2 separate regions of the Mus musculus genome follow, and region 2 is linked to region 1. Evidence: chromatin contacts called from public Hi-C data. All regions are on one chromosome and are shown on one strand. Each heading gives the region's core, a stretch centred on a gene start, on an enhancer-like site or on the middle of the called end of the contact. The rest is flanking DNA. Distances are from core to core; before and after follow the strand shown.

Region 1 (2,658 bases), core at 118-2,617:
TATTCTGTGACACGCAGACGTGCACCCGCGCACATGCATGCATGCATGCAGAAGCAATAAAGGTAAAATAAATCAAAAGATCTTGTTTAAGGTAAACCAGAAGGACCAGCACCTGAGATGTCCTCTGCCCTTCACACATGCACCGTCACACACACACCATGGCACACACGTGCTGTGTCACACATGCTAACACTCACACATACACAGGCGTACATCATGCACACATAAAATTTTGGAAAAAAAAACCCTTGCAACTGCATTGAATACGTGCACATATCTTTTATTCTTGTTATCCTCTAAACAAAACAATGTAGTATCTCTCTAGCACTTACATTGCATCAGTCACTATAAGCAATACAGGGATAATTTATAATGCATGGGAGGGTGCTTGCAGATTATATGCAAATTAGATGCCAGTAAATATGGAGGAGTAACTACAAGCTAGTACACACACACACACACACACACACTCCATTTCCTTGTGAGTAAAAAAGTGCTTAATTAGGATATGTGATGTAGACACACTTGGTTTATAGATAGAAGATTCCAGAAGACATATTTTAATAAGGCACCATGTGTATGAACTGAAATAGCAGATGAATTCAACTGTGTCCCCTCACTCATTTGTGTTTTCAAAATTTGTTTCCAGTGAGAGCCCCTTCTATAACTAAGAGAATGCTATTTTTACAATGAATGTTTCTAGGATGCTTACCAGGTGCTAGTCTAGTGTGTATGTGTGTGTGTGTGTGTGTGTGTGTGTGTGTGTAGATCCCAGAACAATTTCCTTTGTCAATATCTAGGCGCCATCCTCCTCTTTTTGAGATGGGGGTCTCTCCTGGCGTCAAACTTTGTAAGTTCAAATCTCCATATCTCCATCCCAACTATGGAATCATTAAAATTCTTGCAATAATAATAAAAACAGAAAGAAAAAGAACAGAAGTCTCCAGGTACCATAGCTTCTTTCCACAGAGTCAGAATGCCCTGGAGGGCCTGTTCCCTCTGAGGAATCTTGCTACCATTCTGAGACCAGGAATGCGAGGTGGAGTCTCTGGCCCAAATCCCCCTTGCTCAGAAGTGCTGAGGTCTTAGTCTTTCCAGCCAGGGCAGAATTCCTGGGATTTGGCCACAAGGCCACGGCTAACAGATTTGGGCAGGAATTTTGTCTGTCTCCTTCTCTGTTTTTAGAAGAAATAAGCCCCTGTCTAAGCAGAATTGAGCCTAATATTATCTAGTTCTCTTCAACGCCTGAGCAAAAATTGCAGGGTTACTCTGGCAGCGTGACTGTCTGGGGAGTGTGGTCTCTGGGAGAGCAAGTCCTTTGCCCAGGACGTGGTCCATTGTTAGTTAGCAGGGCCCAGGGCTGCGTGGGAGGAACTTAGCAGATGTTGCCTTGTAGTCAGGAAACATGCTGCTTGTAATTTTGCTTTGGCGCAGTGCAGTGTTCTGCATGCAACTTGTGTTTTCTGATTGTAAACAAACAAACTAACTGACAAAACAAAGCAACAATGGCCAAAGGTGTTCACAGGAGCTGGGCTCAGGTTCCACTCCCTTCCCAATAGCATCTTTCCCTGGTCTCTGTCTCTGCAGGATGAGGCTTGACAAGTCTGCATCTCTCTGGCTTTTTCCTTCTAGACTGCTGTTTGAACGCTGTACTGTAGAAGGCACAGACTGAGATGCTGGATCAACTGCGCATGCCTGTCTTTGTGACCGGCTGCTATCGATCCTTCCGAGCCCGTGTGCCACGCTGGAAAGCTGCATCTAAGAGTTAAGATTTACTGGCTTAAAAGCGTGTGTGTCGTGGGATTGCGCGGTGGCTCAGTAAGTAAGTGCTTGCCTTGCACACACAAAGACCTAACTGTTCAATGTGCAGCTCCTATGTTTAAAAATCTAGTTGAGCATTGTGGCACACACTTATAATCTCAGCTCTAAAGAAGCAAAGACCGTGGCTCCCTGGGGCTCACTGGTAGCCAGCAGCCAAACTGGTGAGTTGCAGGTAAAAGTGAGAGTTTTTTTTTTTTTTCTCACAAAACATGATGGATTATGAGGAACTACAGTTGAGATTGTCCTCTGGTCTCCACAGACACATATGTACTCATACCTATACATAGTCATGCACCTGCAAACACACACACACACACACACACACACACACACACACACACACACACACTCACACACACACACTCACACACACACTCACATACACTCACATATACACTCACATACACACACACTAACATATACACACACTCACACACACTCACATACACACACTCACATACACACACACACTCACACATACTCACACACACTCACACACACACACTCACATACACACACTCACACACACACACTCACACACACACTCACATACACACACTCACATACACACACACACCAACATACACACACACTCACACACACTCACATACACACACACACACACACTCACATACACACACTCACGTGCATGCACACAGGTCAGGGTACAGCATTTAGGCCCCAGGTTGGACATCAGACTACAACCCTTTTTACTGTTTTTGATGGCAAAGCCCCACACTTGGAATGTTTTGAGGAACTACAAAGCAGAGAAAGGCGTCTGAAGTACCATTTGATTGCAGCATCAGTGAGTTTGGCTAGGGAGGAAAGCATCTCCAT
Region 2 (2,658 bases), core at 58-2,557, 120 kb after region 1:
TACAGGAAGATAGCTGAAGTATTTTCATAAGAATTTCTGAGTCAGCTATGGAGTTCAGATTGTGGAGTTCAGGTTCATTAGCTGTCTAACCTCAGGCAATATGCTGGTCCATCCCTGTCCAGAGAACCAGGATACATTTATGGTACCGAGACCTAATGAGAAGCCAGGTCCATGGCTCAGCACTCCTGATAAGTGGCTTGCTCCATTAAGTCTGGCTTTCTGGGCTCCTCAAAAGGTGTCATACTTGGGTACACAAGGGAGCCTTGGCAAGGGTGAATTTGGTCCCCCTTCAGCACAGATGTAATCCCATAAGCTTTGAGGACAGTATTCAGGTGGAACAGAACATGAGATGACATCAGCCAGGCTCGGTCCTAACCACTCTTTGGTCCTCTTAGAGCTAAGACAAGAGCTCAGAGTGGAGGGTTGGGAACATGGCTCAGCTGGTAGAGTATGTACAGAGTCCTGGCTTCACTCCCCAGTACCACATAAGCCAGGCATGTTTGCTCCTGGCTGCAATTTCAGCATCTTGGGGTTGAAAGCTGGTGGATGAGAAGGTCAAGGTCATCCTGGGCTGTATAATGAGCCCAAGGTCAGCCTGAGATTCAGGAGAGACCCTGTCCTAAGCATGGAACAGGGTGGAGTGGCTTCCATCCCATTTGTAACTGTTAAACCTGCACCTCTTCCCAGGCTCCTGTAAAAATGATCCATCTTTCCACTAGGTCTTCCTGAGGAAGAGCCATGCAGAATCTTGGCACCTTCACCCTGCCCAGAATTGTGTGGTGTCGTCTAGCAAAGTCAGAAAGGATGTTCAAGACAGGCTTTTGTTCTGCTGGGAAAAGAAAAATCTCTCTTCCTTTCTGCACGTGGCTACAGCGAGTTGCAGTTCACAATGCTGCCAATTTTAACACGTGCCTGGGCACACCCACAGGCACACACACACACACACACACACACACACACACACACACTCACACATACGGGTCGATCCTCAGCCTGGCTGTCTCTAAAACAATCCATGTTCAGCACTCATTGTTAATTATGAGCGGGTGCACCGATCACCAAATGGCACTGATGCTGAGCCCTCGGTGGCTGTCCCTGTCAGTCTGCATCACCATGACGCAGGTTGATGAAATCATCTGGGCAAGGTTAAGGCAAGGCCTCCACTGTACAACATTCTGCGTAAAACAAACAACTGCTTGCTTTTGAGACCTGGCAAGGAAATGAAAAAGAAACCCAAGATGCTCTCGGCTTCTGTCCTGGTTTCTAGGCAACTGGATGCTGGGTGCAGGAAGGGAGAGGGGCTTTCTTCTGGTGCCAGACAGTATTGATAGACAGTGGACTGCTGCTCAGTGCCAAGGACCTGGGGAGGGACAGAGGAAGCCGGAGCAAGCCTCATTGCCCTAATCAACCGTAGCTTGGCCTGCTGGCAGGGAGAGGTTGGAAAATGAGTGGATCAGTAGGGGGCTGGGCAGAGGGGAGATGCTTTTCTATCCTTTATAAAGACAAGAGGCTGTATTACAAGGATTGTTATCCTGGCAGCCAGAGATGAGTATGTCATTCAGAGGAGATGAAGGAACCTGACAAATGCCTTCGGAAGGCTCTTCAGGGATGGCTTGGCTGAGTCCTGGTTGTGGCAAAAGTGCACAGGAACGGTCAGTGGGATGGGGCATTATTTCATTCAATACTATCTAACAGGATCATCCCAGAGTCCACTGTGTGCCAAGCACTTTGTAAGCCCTGAGGATCTAAGAAGGAAGGAGAGGCCAAGCATCCACCATCAGCTCCCCTCTGTTGCTACTTTGGCCAGTGTTGAGAGGTCCAGGAGATCTTATAGTATAATGAGTGACCTAGGACTCCTCAGACAGATTAGGGTTCAAACCTGAACCCTGCCACTTACAGAGAGCGAGTAGTACTTAAACTCTCCAAATGCCCCTTCTTATCCATCCTAGAACTGTCTGGAACCAACACCAAGAGCAGGCGCATCATTTCCAGCAAACTACTAGTTTTCTGTCTTTTGTCCTGGGTTTCTCTGGCGACAGAGAAGAGTCTGTCCCAAAACGGTGAGAAACCTCAAATGGGTTTGATATGCAAGGAGATTCCCCGGTTTTTGTCTTACTGAATTCCTTAGGGCACTGCAGGGCAGTAATGGGTGTGTATTACAATGCCTATACATTACAAAAGCACAGGTCATACACCCTGAGCAGTCAATGTAGACTGCGGGGCCTAACCTAGTATCCTGGGAACTAGCAGTTCTTCTGTGAAGAAAAAACAAAACAAAACAAAACAAAAAAAAACAAAAAACAAATGTAAGTGAAGGAAGGAAGGTTACAGGTCAGAAGCAACGGGATGCACATGCCTAGATCCCCTGTGGATCTAGAGTTGAAGAGACAATTATCTTGTCCCTGCCCAGCGTTTCTGTGGCCTTCTCTCAGCCAGGGAGACTTCTTGAGTGGCTCTTGGGGTACCTTGTGGGTATGGTTAGCCTTCTGCCTTCCAGCTTGCATTTCTTTGGTCCATGACTGTCCTGACTCATCATAGTCAGCTTGGGCATCCCATGTTCAGCAAAAGCCACTGTTCTCCCAGTGCCTATTTCTCCTGCATCCACAAAAATGCATCATAAAACAAACAAGCAGAGAAAAAAAAAACATAAGCAAACAC

The links. Hi-C and Micro-C count contacts between places; a contact is called where the count stands out from the background.
Region 2: a contact with region 1 is called in a Hi-C map of cortical neurons, with 4 times the contacts expected there. The contact joins two enhancer-like sites. A contact is called at or near these places in 1 of 15 datasets of contacts at CTCF or cohesin (the NIH/3T3 cell line), 11 of 484 Hi-C or Micro-C datasets (cerebellar granule neurons, cerebral cortex, cortical neurons and 7 more) and 2 of 115 datasets of contacts at active chromatin or transcription factors (astrocytes and intestinal villus epithelium).

What each region holds. Positions count from the first base shown.
Region 1 is chr7:129,660,899-129,663,556 of GRCm38.p6, forward strand. It overlaps Gm39094 (a long non-coding RNA gene), which reads left to right. Exons shown (of 3, transcript XR_869977.1): 2 at 1-62; 3 at 1,633-2,164. Among named protein-coding and RNA genes, the nearest start is that of Gm39094, 4.1 kb to the left of the region's middle. Within about 2 kb of position 1,368, at least 56 of the 459 cell types and tissues checked have an H3K27ac peak or open chromatin away from gene starts, as enhancers often do. A contact at or near this core is called in cerebral cortex, cortical neurons and neural progenitor cells, where this site is marked.
Region 2 is chr7:129,777,989-129,780,646 of GRCm38.p6, forward strand. All of the region lies in intron 1 of Gm33323 (a long non-coding RNA gene), which reads left to right. Among named protein-coding and RNA genes, the nearest start is that of Gm33398, 15 kb to the left of the region's middle. Within about 2 kb of position 1,308, at least 48 of the 459 cell types and tissues checked have an H3K27ac peak or open chromatin away from gene starts, as enhancers often do. A contact at or near this core is called in cerebral cortex, cortical neurons and neural progenitor cells, where this site is marked.